Regions from separate parts of the Sus scrofa genome. Here region 1 is linked to region 2. Evidence: chromatin contacts called from public Hi-C data. All regions are on one chromosome and are shown on one strand. The core of a region is the stretch at or near the end of the contact, and the rest is flanking DNA. Distances in the headings are between cores, read along the strand shown.

Evidence for each region. Hi-C and Micro-C count contacts between places; a contact is called where the count stands out from the background.
Region 1: a Hi-C map of embryonic fibroblasts shows a contact between it and region 2, with 1.8 times the contacts expected there. The contact joins the promoter of PCDH10 here to the promoter of PABPC4L in region 2. A contact is called at or near these places in 1 of 5 promoter capture datasets (liver) and 2 of 47 Hi-C or Micro-C datasets (embryonic fibroblasts and heart right ventricle).

What each region holds. Positions count from the first base shown.
Region 1 is chr8:93,042,870-93,050,706 of Sscrofa11.1, reverse strand. PCDH10 (protocadherin-10) reads left to right here and starts at 3,442. Exons shown (of 6, transcript XM_021101591.1): 1 at 3,442-4,683; 2 at 4,686-6,643. The coding sequence starts at 4,014. LOC106504727 (a long non-coding RNA gene) reads right to left here and starts at 3,044. Exons shown (of 7, transcript XR_002346795.1): 1 at 2,900-3,044; 2 at 1,139-1,212.
Region 2 is chr8:92,230,259-92,237,690 of Sscrofa11.1, reverse strand. It overlaps PABPC4L (polyadenylate-binding protein 4-like), which reads right to left and starts at 3,526. Exons shown (of 2, transcript XM_021101590.1): 1 at 2,967-3,526; 2 at 382-2,964. The coding sequence starts at 3,375. The coding sequence ends at 2,177. All of the region lies in intron 3 of LOC110262158 (a long non-coding RNA gene), which reads right to left.

The sequences.
Region 1 (7,837 bases), core at 2,193-4,692, 810 kb before region 2:
TTCATGAAAATTAATTTTGATAACCCTCCCTCCAAATAAAAAATACCTACTTCCCTCATGTTTTAGGATACACTTCGTTTTGGCCAGATGGTTGGTGTTCCTAGAGGGGGCGTGGGGTGAAGAGAGCGTTGGGTTGCTAAGGCATGCTTGCTTCTCCCAGTGGATTCGATCTTGCTACATTGCAAGAAATTCTGCACTTCAAAGAAATCGTCGATCTCACCACAGAGACTGTTATTTATGTAATCATGGCCTCACTAAATTCTGGGGTGCGCCGAAGGACAAGTGAAAAAGGAAAAGGAGAGGGGAAAAAAATCTGCTTGATACAGCAAGGAAGAAAGTACACAGGTTACACTTTTGAGACATTTTTAAATGTCAGATTTAAAGTATTGTGTTTCCTGGGTGACGGGGTGGGGCTCTTTAATGGTATCAGAGTAAGGAGGCAGAGATGGCTGTTAATGCCAATATTTGAATCTTGGCCCGGGACAAAATGCTCTCGAATTGCTGTTGGCTGGAGCTACTTAGAGGAAGGCGGACCGCGGGATTCAAGTCAGCTCTGCCAGAAGGAAGACCCCGTCTTCACCCCGCCGAGATCAGGGCGCCTTGGAGACTAGAAGTCAGAGAGGCGAGACCTCTAGAGGACCCGGGACGGCGTCGCCGGCGCGGATGCAGGCCTCTGAGACCCAAGAAAGCCTGCAGAGCCCCCAACAGGCGAGTCCTGACGAACGAGAGCTCCCGAGCAAAATGCATTGGCTTGCCCTGTGCTGCTTTCGCCGCTAGGAGACGCCTGTAACCCACGTTTGTGGAGAGCGTTCCCCTTTCAAATACACTGCCACCAAAAAAAAAAAAAAAAAAAAAAAAATGCAGCTGAAGTGTTACAGTGGATGTAGTGATTATTTACAGGCAAATCTGGCCATCTCTCCAAGCTCTCATCTACACCTCTGGAAGCTCTCTGGCTCTCAGCGAGTGTCCAAAGTCTGCTCAAACTTCATCTACATTTTGAGAGCACAAACCCTCTGCCCCAAACAATTTCAGGATCTGCATTGTCATTCAGCCGCATGTTTCTCACACGCAAACACGCGCGCACACGCGCACACACACAAGTGCTTCCGTATATACAAATTAAACATTAGAAAATTACCGTCATTTTAAAAATACTCCAGGATCCTGAGTCAGCTTGAAGACCTCAAAACATTTCATTTCAATCCTGTAGATCTAAAGAAAAATCAGGGAAGGGAGGAGGGGTAGAAAGTACAGATACAATGTCGTAATTAATATTCAGATACACTATAATCTCCTTTTCATTGATCCACAGGTCCTTTTATAAACTGCCGCTCCATTCTCAGCCGCAGACGTAAGCTAAAATCATTTTAACTGCAGCGGTTTTCGCTTGGCTTTGGCCAGTCGTCAATTTACTGCAGCTGGAAAAGGATTAGCCATTTTTGCTGGCATCCTTTCCTTCTAACCGCTCAAAGGCAGAACCAAGCTCCATGAAAGAGCAAAGGGGGGTGGGGGGCTAGAGCTGTAGACATGCACTCGCTGGACCCGCAGGGGCATGCCTCAGTCTCTAATCACAACACTCGCCCTCCTTAATTCCCTGCCAGTATGGAATAGCAACGTACCTCGTGGTCAGGGAAACGACTCTCCTTTTCCCTCAGGTTGTGGTGGTGGTACTCTCGGGTCATTCATTACCAGGAAGCCCCAAGGGACCTTCCTATCTTGTGGCATTAGGAGGAAACTGAACTGGGGCTGCTTTGGATGGATAAACAACTCCACTACAGCCCATTATTTAATTAATATAAAATTACGTTTAAAATTTTTTCTTGCAGAATTAACATTCAATCCACTGTCTAGCACTGGAGAGTTCGCGTTGTATTTTAACTTCAAAAGAACTGGGTGCCCGGACGCGCCGCTTTGCCCCGGCGCCTTCAGAGTGAGCACTCAGACCATGTCAAGCGCATCCTTCGGTACCTGGGAGGGTACGTGGAGGAGGCTCAGTTGGGGTTTACATAGAGCTGTGCCCAGTACATAGATGCGAGCCTCGTGAATGTACAAGCGCTTTTGCAGATACCCGCAGCGGCACACACTCGGCCCGGCGTGTACACGGCCCCCACCCACGCACTCACTCTTACCCCCGCCCGCGGAAACGGCCTCCTGGCTGCCCTCTTCCAGCGGTCTTGCCCCAAGCTGGACAACAATCTGGTCTTGCCCCAAGCTGGTCTAGCAAAGGGCGGAGGGGAGGGGTAATCTCCAAACATCAGTAAAAAGCAGAAAAGACCCCAACGCGCCGCCGCCGCGTTGCACTTGGCAGTGGGAAGCGCAGGGATACCCGAGGTGCCTTGCAGCTGCGGGAGGGGTTCAGTGCCCGACGCCAGAGAGTCTGGCTTAGGACCGCTGTCTCGAAAGCAGAGCTCAAAAGAAACTCCTCGGTCATTGATCAAAACGCTCAAACCAGTCCCCAACCGAATTCTATTTGGTAAGAATATTGTAAATATTCGTTTAGGAAGGGAAGAGGTAGCACGTCTCTAAGAGCCGCTAGCCCCCATCTCTGGGCGTGAATCCCACGGCTTTCCACAGGACCCACCTCCACTACATATTCCAACTGCTTCACCCCTTTTCACATGACCCCTTCAGACCCTCACATTTAGTTTGGCACAAGCCATATCATACGCATTTTTAAAATGTCCTGCTAATCTCCGCCCTGCCAGTAAGTGACCCCTCTGCAACTTTTTCCTGTCCCGGAGACTTATTTCCACCATCAGTCGCAAGGAAAACACCTCAAAGGAAAAAGAACGTTAGCGTCATTGGAAACCCCGCTCCTGGGAGAGGATACCTCTACTGCTATTATGTTTTCGCATTTGCTGATGCAAACAGGGAAACCTCTCTATTCCCTCTTGATTACCTGCGGCTGGGGACTGGGAACTTTCCGCGGCCGAGTCCCCAGCCAGCGCCTCGGGACCTGCGGGGCGGTTCTCGCTCTCACACTCACACTCACTCCAGAAGCCTGGGCGCGGGTTCTATCCCGCCCGGCATAGTTGCTGCGTGACGCGCCTGCTTGACGGCCAGTTTGGCCAATTAGCCGTGGCTCGGTGGGTGGTGCTCCTCAGCGATTGGTTGGCAGAATGAGGGCGCTGCGCAAAAACAGAGAAGCAGAGCGCTCGGAGCTCAGAAACTGCTAGCCGAGATCACAGGCTCTGAGGCTGAGGCAGGAGGAGGGAAGGACTTGGAAGGAAGAGAGACAGGTTAGAGGGAAGAAGAGGCTTGGGAAGGAAACAGCAGAAAAGAAACTGCTCATCACACTTACAGAGAGGCAAACGACGGTGGAAATGAGGACAGAGAAAGACAAGACTATGAAAGCCAAAAAATACAAATAGAGCGAAAGAAGAAAAAAATGTCAAGAAGAACATCCATCCGGAGAAATGAAGAGAATGAAAGTTTTATGCTGCAGAGCCGTTTTATTCTTTTCCGGCACAAAATTCTCTCGCTGTTTTTAAGCCCTTTTGCGTTTGCCAGCCGTTGACATTAAGAGGCATGTTCAGCGGTGCCAACAGCATCTCCTCTTCCTTCTCCTCTTCCTCTTCATCTTCCTCCTCCTCCTTCTCTTCCTTTTCCTTCTCCTCCCATCAGCAAGAAGACGAACCGAGGACAGTCTTGAAATATCGAAATTTCCTCCTTGGGATTTGCCAGCGCCGCGTTGCGCCAAGACTGTCGGAATAAAGGACGCTGACTATTGTATTATTATTTTATTAATTGGTCAGTGTCAAGACTACAGATGAGGAAAGGGGACGCCTGTCACCTTTCCTGCGCTAAGATTGAAAAATGAGGCTGAATTGGGTGAAACCCTAAAATGAAGCAGAAGGAATAGATTTTTAAGGAAAGAAAGCCACAGCAGCCCCCCACATAGCTCACTTTTATTCATATTTTTTATTTGAGATTTTTTTTTTTTTTTTGTGGTGGTGGGGGAGGTGATTGGGTGGCTGACTGGCTGCGGGAAGCTGCTTCCTTTCCCTTTGGAGATGATTGTGCTATTATTCTTTGCCTTGCTCTGGATGGTAGAAGGAGTCTTTTCCCAGCTTCACTATACGGTGCAGGAGGAGCAGGAACATGGCACTTTCGTGGGGAATATCGCTGAAGATCTGGGCTTGGACATTACAAAACTTTCAGCTCGCGGGTTTCAAACGGCGCCCAACTCTCGGACCCCTTACTTGGACCTCAACCTGGAGACTGGGGTGCTGTACGTGAACGAGAAGATTGACCGCGAGCAAATCTGCAAGCAGAGTCCCTCCTGCGTCCTGCACCTAGAGGTATTCCTGGAGAACCCCCTGGAGCTGTTTCGGGTGGAGATTGAGGTGTTGGACATCAATGACAACCCCCCCTCCTTCCCGGAGCCGGACCTGACTGTGGAAATCTCTGAGAGCGCCACGCCAGGCACTCGCTTCCCTTTGGAGAGCGCATTCGACCCAGACGTGGGTACGAACTCCTTGCGCGACTACGAGATCACCCCCAACAGCTACTTCTCCCTAGACGTGCAGACCCAGGGGGATGGCAACCGATTCGCCGAGCTGGTGCTGGAGAAGCCACTGGACCGAGAGCAGCAAGCGGTGCACCGCTACGTGCTGACCGCGGTGGACGGGGGAGGAGGGGGAGGAGGAGAAGGAGGAGGAGGAGGAGGCGGGGGAGGGGGCCTGCTCCCCAGCAGCAGCGCACGGGCACGGCCCTACTCACCATCCGAGTGCTGGACTCCAACGACAATGTGCCCGCCTTCGACCAACCCGTCTACACTGTGTCCCTACCGGAGAACTCCCCGCCGGGCACGCTCGTGATCCAGCTTAATGCCACAGATCCAGATGAGGGCCAGAATGGTGAGGTCGTGTACTCCTTCAGCAGCCACATTTCGCCCCGGGCGCGAGAGCTCTTCGGACTCTCTCCTCGCACTGGCCGACTGGAGGTGAGCGGCGAGCTAGACTACGAAGAGAGCCCGGTGTACCAAGTATACGTACAAGCCAAGGACCTGGGCCCCAACGCCGTGACCGCGCACTGCAAGGTGATAGTGAGAGTGCTGGATGCTAACGACAACGCGCCGGAGATCAGCTTCAGCACCGTGAAGGAAGCGGTGAGCGAGGGCGCGGCGCCCGGCACAGTTGTGGCCTTGTTCAGCGTGACCGACCGCGACTCAGAGGAGAATGGACAGGTGCAATGCGAGCTGCTGAGGGATGTGCCGTTCCGCCTCAAGTCTTCCTTCAAAAACTACTATACCATAGTGACCGAGGCCCCTCTAGACCGAGAGGCGGGGGACTCCTACACCCTGACCGTGGTAGCTCGGGACCGGGGCGAGCCTGCGCTCTCCACCAGTAAGTCAATACAGGTACAAGTGTCAGATGTGAACGACAACGCACCGCGGTTCAGCCAGCCGGTCTACGACGTGTATGTGACCGAGAACAACGTGCCTGGTGCCTACATCTACGCGGTGAGCGCCACAGATCGTGATGAGGGCGCCAACGCCCAGCTAGCCTACTCTATCCTGGAGTGCCAGATCCAGGGCATGAGCGTCTTCACTTACGTGTCCATCAACTCCGAGAACGGCTACTTGTACGCCCTGCGCTCCTTCGACTATGAGCAGCTTAAGGACTTCAGCTTCCAGGTGGAAGCCCGGGACGCCGGCAGCCCCCAGGCGCTGGCTGGCAACGCCACTGTTAACATCCTCATCGTGGATCAGAACGACAACGCCCCTGCCATAGTGGCGCCCCTTCCAGGGCGCAACGGGACTCCGGCGCGCGAGGTGCTGCCCCGCTCCGCGGAGCCGGGCTACCTGCTGACCCGCGTGGCCGCGGTGGACGCGGACGACGGCGAGAACGCCCGGCTCACCTACAGCATTGTGCGGGGCAACGAAATGAACCTCTTCCGCATGGACTGGCGCACCGGGGAGCTTCGCACAGCGCGGCGGGTGCCGGCCAAGCGCGACCCCCAGCGGCCTTACGAGCTGGTGATCGAGGTGCGCGACCATGGGCAGCCTCCTCTGTCCTCCACCGCCACCCTGGTGGTGCAGCTGGTGGATGGCGCTGTCGAGCCCCAGGGTGGGGGCGGGGGTGGTGGCGGGAGTTCAGGGGAGCACCAACGCCCGAGTCGCTCCGGCGGTGGGGAGACCTCGCTGGACCTCACCCTCATCCTCATCATTGCGCTGGGCTCGGTGTCCTTCATTTTCCTGCTGGCCATGATCGTGCTTGCGGTGCGTTGCCAAAAAGAGAAGAAACTCAACATCTACACGTGTCTGGCCAGCGACTGCTGCCTCTGTTGCTGCTGCTGTGGCGGCGGGGGCTCGACCTGCTGCGGCCGCCAAGCTCGAGCGCGCAAGAAGAAACTCAGCAAGTCGGACATCATGCTGGTGCAAAGCTCCAATGTACCCAGTAACCCGGCCCAAGTGCCGGTGGAGGAGTCCGGGGGCTTTGGCTCCCATCACCACAACCAGAATTACTGCTACCAGGTCTGCCTGACCCCTGAGTCCGCCAAGACCGATCTGATGTTCCTTAAACCCTGCAGCCCTTCCAGGAGTACGGACACTGAGCACAACCCCTGCGGGGCCATCGTCACTGGCTATACAGACCAGCAGCCTGACATCATCTCCAACGGAAGCATTTTGTCCAACGAGGTAAGGCTGAAGCGAAAGGACCACCATCTCTCATCTCCTCCATCTGAAAGCCTCCTCTAGTCGGCCCTTGTATCTCTGGTGCACTGTGTATTTATTTTTAGGATGTTAGCTTACTTGTTTCCTTGTTGGGTCAGAAATTGGGGGATCACCTCTCCCACCCCTTCGTGTATAACTTAAACTTCGTGGTGTCCCTAATTTTCTGCACTCCACCCACCCCTCCACGCTTATTTTCATCCCCCTCCTTTGGTGCTTTGCCGCCTTGGACCTTCCTACTTCCCTCTGGCATCTCTCCTTTAAAAGCCTGAGACCCTCTTCAGTCACGTCCCTTAGAAATCTGGGGGGAAAGGGGAAAGTGCGCGGGGGAGAGGGAAATGCGGTTGGAGGGACTTTCTGGCACTGGCAAAGGATTTTTTTCTCTTTGCATTTGCCCCGGGCGTTAATAAAGTTAATTGTTTTGCTTTGTTTATCGATGCTTTCAGTCGCGTGTAAAAGTAAGATATAGATTGTTTAACGTTGCACAGTTGTTTGAACTCGAATGCATGTTTTAGTGAATAAGTTATCAGATCCTTGTCCTCTGAACTCGGGTTGCAGAAAAGCCTTCACTTGTGCTCTGGACAGCATTTACAGACGCTCTTGAAGCCGAACGCCCACACAGTGTGAATTTGAATGAAGTTGCTTTGGCAAAACCCCTGTAAGCTTAAACTAACGAAAGGCTTAAACAATTGTTGTCTTAAATATATCTTTAGGCTAATAATCACTTTCTTGCAACCTTTTTTTGGTCAAAATCACTGCTACTGGCTTTCTTCATCTAAGAATTTGGCTTGTCAATTCCTATTTCTTTTTATAAGATGGAGAAGTGGCAAAGTGGAAAGGAGGGAGGGAGGGGGAGAATAGAGTTGTTTCATGTAAAAGAAAGTTTGGACCGGAAAAGGTGTGTGGGTGGTGGAGGCGGGAGGAGAAAGCAGAGGGTGTTCGGAGGGGGAAAGAATTGGGCTAGAGGGGAAGGAGGTTTATGAACTCCTTTCATGGCAGGTTATTTTATTTGAATCTTAGATATTATTGACTTTCATGAATATTTGTACAGCTCATTTGTATCTTAAGCACATTTTGACAATAAACAACAAAATAATTCCATAAAATATCCAAACTTTTTGCTTATTGAGCGTGCTGTTTTTCTTGTGTCAACCAGTATGC
Region 2 (7,432 bases), core at 2,277-4,776:
AGGATATTTATCTCCAAATTGTTTATGATAGAGAAAAAAAGAAAAAGGGAGGAAACAATCTAGTAACCTGTATGTTTATCTAGAGGAAATTGTTATATTATGGTACAAACATTAAAGGAAAGATACATGTCATTGAAATTATAGTGCAAATAATTATTTGTGGTCATGGACGAGACTACGGCATATTGTCTAAGAAAACAATTTCAGGAGTTCCCATTGTGGCGCAGCAGAAATGTATCTAACTAATATCCCTGGCCTTTCTCAGTGGGTTAAAGATTTGGCATTGCCATGAGCTGTGGTGTAGGTCACATCCCTTATTGTTGAGGCTGTGGTTAGGCTGGCAGCTGCAGCTCCGATTCGACGATTCGACCGCTAGCCTAGGAAATTCAATATGCCACGGGTGTGTCCCTAAAAAGCCAAAAAAAAAAAAGAAAAAAGAAAAAAGAAAAAAAGGAAACAATTTCAAACAAGGCTTATAACATGATTCTATTTATGTTAAATTATGTGTATATGCACAGAAAAAAATCGGGAGGAGATGCAACACATTTCAACAGAAGGTCTGTCTGCATAATAAGATTATATGTTGCTGTAATTTTTTCATTGTCCATAATTATTTTCATTGTCTAAATAAGACTTTTAATTTAGAAAATGTGCAATGAATATACACATAGTTCATATAAAAATAAACAGAAACAGATTTTCTCATTCCTTCGTAGCTTAAAGTATTGCCAAAGAAAAATATTTTAATATTTCTTTTGTACTGGTAATATATGAAACAGAAGACTCAAATCTATGGTTATAGGAAATAATTATACAGGATAAAAAGAAAAAACAACAAAACTATTTTCTAGATACCTTTGGTATGAGTGAATCAGAATTTCAAAAGTATTTAAATGTAAATAAATAATTCTATTACTTCCAAACTGCTTTCAAACAGCACATAGTAAAAATCAATAAAATAAAACCCCTTTTAAAAAGTATAGAGGAGCTGAGTAATACAGACAAAAGACAGAAGATAAAGTAAGATCTGGGAATGGGCTGAAATAAAAATTTCGCTGGACAACAGGCTAAGTAATGTGACTTCAATTTAACAGAAAGTCAATTAGTGACCTTCTGATCATGGCTATGGATTACATAGCTCTTACAGTTTTATAAAAGAAGACATGGAGCTCATAAAAATAAAGAAACTTACTTTTCTGAACCCTGAGACAATACTACTACACTGAACAATACAAAACAGCGATTAGAAAACACAGGTGTTAAGCAGAATTTCTATGTCATATATACATATATCTATACACATATGTATATATATGACTTTTATGACACTGCTATCTAGTTAAATAATTAAGGCATCATTTTATGCTGTGTAGTTATGAAGAGAATTAAAACTAGGCCAACTTTTTGACCTAAATTGATATAGTTTTATAACTTAAGGAATGTAGAAGTTAAGGTTTTACTATTCAAGTCACAATTTTGATAACCAGTAAGCACCTGGATCATAGTCAACCAATGGAAAGAATAACAAAATATCCTATAAAGCAGATTTGTAGGCAACATTAAAAGCCTCCATCATTAATTTCAGGCATCAGAAAAATACTCATTTATAAATTTAAAAAAATTCAAATATTTCCTAGTACTTTAAACATTAATTCAAAATGAAATTAGATACTGAATTTGTAGTAGTAATTTTAAAATACTGATTTCTTTAAAAGTTAGATGAGAAATAAAATTTTCTCTTTGTAAAAATACATTACTTTGCAATTCTTAGGTATAAGAACTACTTTGGCATATTTTCATGGAGGAAATTAAAGCTAACAATATTGTTAAGAAAAAGTATGCAATAAATGTAAATAATTATCACATTTCAGTTGGTTCAAAATATAAAATATATCTAATTATACTTATTGCTATGAACACTACATCAAAATCAGAAAAAAAATTACAATATTGTAATTAGAAGGTGTGCCTCTGTAAAAAGAACCAAGCTTCAAAGATTCACTTATTTTTCCTCCAAAGAAAAATAAATAGCTTTGTATATAAAACCTTTGATCACAACATTTACTAAGCTGAGCAGCCATTAGCTGGGATTTGAAATTTACTGAGGACAATGAAGGCAGAGAACACTAACATTCCTCTAACTACTGCAAATTCTGGCTGGTGCAGTTTTCCTGTCCTAGGGCTTCTGGGCCAGGGCGATATTGAGTGGCTTAGAGCCCAAGATGCGGCCATTCATCTCAGTCATCGCTTTAGTGGCCTCCTCAGGAGAGGAGAAGCAGATCAAGCCAAACCCTTTGCTTCGCCCTTCTTCCTGCATTACCTTAACTCTGCTAATTGATCCAAATGAAGAAAATTCCCTCCGTAGTTTTTCATCATCAATGGTCTCATCCAAGTTCTTAATATAGAGCTTTACCCCCTGGCACCGGCGAAACCTTTCACGTTTCAGCTGCTCAAACATTTGCTTTAACTCAGCCTGTCGCTCTGCTTTCTTTTGTGCCCGGCCTACAAAAAGCAGCTGTCCATTTATGTCCTTTCCATTCATTTCTTCAACAGCCTTTTTGGCAGCCTCATGGCTATCAAAACTCACAAAGCCAAAGCCTTTGGATTTCCCACTGGAATCTCTCATCACCTTAACACTCAAGGTTTTGCCATATTTGCTGAAAACTTCCTTCAGTCTCTCATCATCCATGTCATCTCCGAAGTTTTTGATGTAAACATTGGTGAACTCATTGGCTTTGTTTTGAAGCTCTGCTTCTCGATCTTTGCGGTTTTTGAATCTGCCAACAAATAGCCTGCAGTCTTTAAGCAGTGCCCCATTCATCTCCTCGATGGCTCTATCTGCAGCAATCTGGTTCTGAAAGTGCACAAATGCATAGCCCCTGGAGCCCTGATCATCACTCATCACCTTGGAGGACAGGATTTTCCCAAAAGCTGAAAAATGTTCATAAAGGGTTTTATTATCATGGATTTGTCCAGATTCTTGATGAACACGTTCCCAATTCCAGATTTCCTTAAGTAGGCATCACGTTGAGACCACATGAGACGGATGGATTTGCCTTTTATCAGGTCAAAATTCATGGTGTCCAGGGCCTTCTGGGCATCTGCCAGCTGCAGGAAATTCACGTAGGCATAGCCCAGAGAACGTCGGGTGACCAGGTCCCTGCAGATGCGGATGGACAGCACGGGCCCCACAGTGCTGAATTTCTTGAACAGCAGGTCCTCAGTGACATCCGCATGGAGGTCACCCACGTACAGGGAGGCCTGGCGGTACTTGGCTGCTATATTCATCTCCTCGCTCCTCACCACCGCAAGTCGGTAAAGAGCTCTTGGAGCGATTTCTGCATGTGGCCAGATCACACTTTGGCCTGGGTTCATGCGTGGTGGCCTGAGTCACTGCTTTGGGGGCCAAGCAGTGGGGTTCAGAAACAGCCCCCAGAACCAGTCTGGCCTTCCCAAGAAGGTGGTGGCAGAAATTTGGAATCTCAAAGAAAGGCTCCTAGGACAAGCTGGTCCTTCCCCACCAACCGGGAATCTTCAAGTGGAGGTCTGGTCCTCCATCTGACCAGTCTCCACAGGAACTCAGATCGCTGGTTTCTGAATAAAAACAGGCCTCGCTCAGGCCGGTTTAAAGTTACAGCAGTCCGGAGAATTCCACAAGTGGCCTCTGAGGCTGCGGCCTGGGACGCGGAGCGCCTGCGGCAGCGCGGGCGGTCCCCCGTGAGCCCTGAACCGCCCAGGACCAGGTCTTGCAGGCGCCCCTGCTGGGGCTCGGCCGGGGGCTCCTGGGGCTGTGCGCCCACACCGACCTCGGCCACCCTCAGCTACCCTCCGCCCCGTAGATCGCGCACCGCGACCCAGGAAGGACGGGTGGGGGTGGGGAGGTGGACAGACCGACAGAGGGGCGGACGGACAGCCGCGGCTCGGCGCGGGCGGCGGCAGAGCAGGGGCTGGGGGCTCACCCAGGCTGCAGCTGGCGGGGGGCGGGCGGGAAGCCCGGAACTCGCGCACTCAACTTCCCGCGCACTCGCTGCCAAGGGAGATATTTTCTTTTTATATTTTTTGAGAATGTTTTTCTTCCCCCGCCCCTCTCGCCCACTTCCCACACCCTCAGACAGCTCAGCCGAGTAGCTGGAGGCGGTGACTGGGGTGGAGAAAGGCAGCCTAGGGGAGTGGCCCTAATAAACCCACCCGCCCGCAGGGCCTGGCGCGAGTCTGACTGCAGGAGCTTGGCCGTGAGGGAGGGGGTCAGCGCTTGTCCCTTCCTTGCTTCAAACCCTACAGTGGCTTTCTTTGACTCTTGGATAAGATCCATCATCAGCACCTTGTACTACAGAGTTCTGCAGGATTCCTGCTATGTTCCAGCCTCAATTGCTGTTTGGATCCCCTTACTAAACTCCGTGACATGCTGGCCTTTTGCTCAGGGACAATTTTACCAAACTGTGTTCTTTAGCAATAAGTTTAGATGCTGTTTCCAAATAGAAGTTTCCCCTATACAACTTCTGAAAAAGTTTGGTTTCTCTCTTAGAAACTACCTTGTATTTACTTAGCATTTTTCTAATTAAAATATATTGTACATATTCCATGAGGGTAGGGACCATGCCCACTTTACTTCCAGGCTTAACTCAGGGGCTTGCAGAAATGAGATGCTCAGTATTTATTGAAAGAATCTGCTGCATGGAACAGATGAGATATTTAATCTGAGGCTGGTTTCATGTCCAGAGACATGGAAATAGTGTCCCTTGCCTCAGAGAGTACTGTAAAAATTAAATGAATAAATTTGGAAATGTTTAACATAATATCTGCCACAGAATAAGTTTGGAGTAACATAAGTTTCGTTTCCTCTAGCATTAAATAAATTCCTTAACATCATTCCCATAAAACCTTAAATTTTAGTGCATTTTAAGTAATGTTACCTGCAAAACTGAATTGTGTAGATCGGTTTTTATGAGGCTAATTTAGTATTTTTCAAACTTTAATGGACAGAGAAATCCAGAAGGGACCTTGTTTGAAAGCAGATTCTGATTATTTTGGAATTAGCTGGAAACTCTACATTTCCAAAAAGCTCCTAAGTGGTGCAGATTCTTTTGGTCTCTGAACCGCTTTATTTATTTATTTTTACTTTTTTTTTTATTACTCAAATGAATTTATCACATCTGTAGTTGTATAATGATCATAACAACCTGATTTCCATCCCACAGCTTTAAATAGGGCTTTACAACTACTATATCCAGTCTCTTGAGACAGTCTGTGATGGAAGATAATATAAGAAAGGGAATGTGTGTGTGCTCTGTGTGTGCTGTGTGTGTGTGTGTGTGTGTGTGTGTGTATGGATGACTGGGTCACTTGGCTGTACAGCAGAAATTGGCACATTGTAAATCAACTATACATTAATAAAAATAAACAAAAGACTTTACACCTAAACAAGTGAGTCCCCATAGTGGCGTCTTTTCTAATGTGAGCACTAAAAATATGTATTTATTTTACAGAAGATATTCTGAAATATTTCTCTTTCAGAAATACTTTGTTGATACTCTAACAAAATTCAGTCTTAGTAATAATATTAAGCACACACATACACACACACAAAACTAAGCTGGAGGATGATTTTCACTATAAAATCCACATTGCTTTTAATCTATATAATATCGAATAATGGTTGTGTGATTACTCCTAAATTAATTCTAATTATTTTTGCTTGTGAAATTTATTCTGTGTTGCTCCTGTAAGATCATTTATTCAAATAAATAAATAATCTTTTCTTCAGCCACATGCTCTAGGCTGCAATTATTAAAAGAAAAACAACCACTGATATAGCTGGTGTATACCATTCAGAGGATTTCAGCATATGCTTTAAAAACTCAGACACTTTCTGCATTGTTAAAGTAAATAAGTGATCATATCATATTCGATATTATCAGATTTTTTAAAAAGAAAGTTCCTAAGTGTGCATTTCCTGAGAATTTTTTTGAGATCTCTTATTATTTGGAAAAATGCCTAAGATTACATTAGTTTTTTATACAACAATAATTCAGCTATAGCAAGATACCATAATATTTCAAAATCTCCTGGACTCTTCACTTCAGTGTAATCTTCACTAAACACTTGGTAAAAAGTGAAGAAGGGTTTTCAAAATCAGAATTCAGTGCTGTGGTCTCTAATCAACTTATAGGCACACTTGAGTACAAACCTCAATTTGTCAAATGACTGCCAATCATGCTCATTCCTATTGATACTACTCATTATACTGCTTTCAGGTTTATATTTTAACAAAGTAAGCATATTTAAGCATCTATGATTCTTCCCTCTCTTTAATCATCTAAATCTCATCATTTTGTCAGATGTGTTGATTCAGTAATTTCTTAATTGGTATGTCTTTTACATTTGCCCTTTCTTTCTAGTCCCATTACTATTGCTTTTGCCTCATTTCCCTGTGTATTATTGCATGAGTTTTATTCATTCATCTTCTTTTGTTTATATGTCAGTCTGTTTATATGGCAGTCCACTGTGCATTTTGCTGCTAGAATAATCTTACGAACAATTCTTTCATAAGATTTTAGTTAAAAAAAGTTACTTCCAACATTTTGCAATCTCAATTTTAGCCTAGCTACATATATCTTCTATCAAGCTAATTTATTATTTGTTCTATATAGACATGCAGTTAATGTTTTAAAAATATCCTTTCCTCATAACTATGCAAATTCTATCATCCTTCAGGCCCATTTATACCAACATACTTTTTTTTTTTCTCTCAATAGTCCAGCTGATACTGATTACTTTTTCTTTTCTGAAACAATTTATTTAACTTATACATTACATATTTGTACTCAATTTTAGCATCAGCCCATTGGCTTCGGTGGGCCTTAACTTGAAACTGATATTGCCTATGTTAATTATCTTCTGTTTTCTTTAGCAAGTTGTTGCAGCTTTGCATATTGCTAACTTCCATATCTCCTAAATTCCCTAAATATTCTGAAAATGTTTTAATTAAGTGCCAAAAGTTTTTCTTCATTTTTAAGTAAACTGTAAGTTTGCCCATCTTATCTTAGTTCAATTGCCATTCAATGCACAAGTTTGCTGTGTGGGTGGCTCAAAGAACTAAGAGGAAATAAGATGATATTTTGTTTAAATGGCAGTAAAACTGTCAGTGTTTCTGTTCCTTGACACTGACAGTGATAGAGGTCAATGGTTACTTTAGCATATATTGTGAAGAAATGAATTGCTATTTTGAGTATGAGAATGCATTTTAAAATAGAAATCTTTTGTACTAATTAGACCAAAGTAGTTTCTGACATCTGCTTAAATCATTGCTCTGATGTAATCAACTATCGATAAAAATTTTCTTATTTTTGTTTAAAATGGTCTTTATTACCTTAATAGAAAGTAATTATATGAATGAAACTTGCTTTTATTATATTTTGAAAGTGCCCTGTTC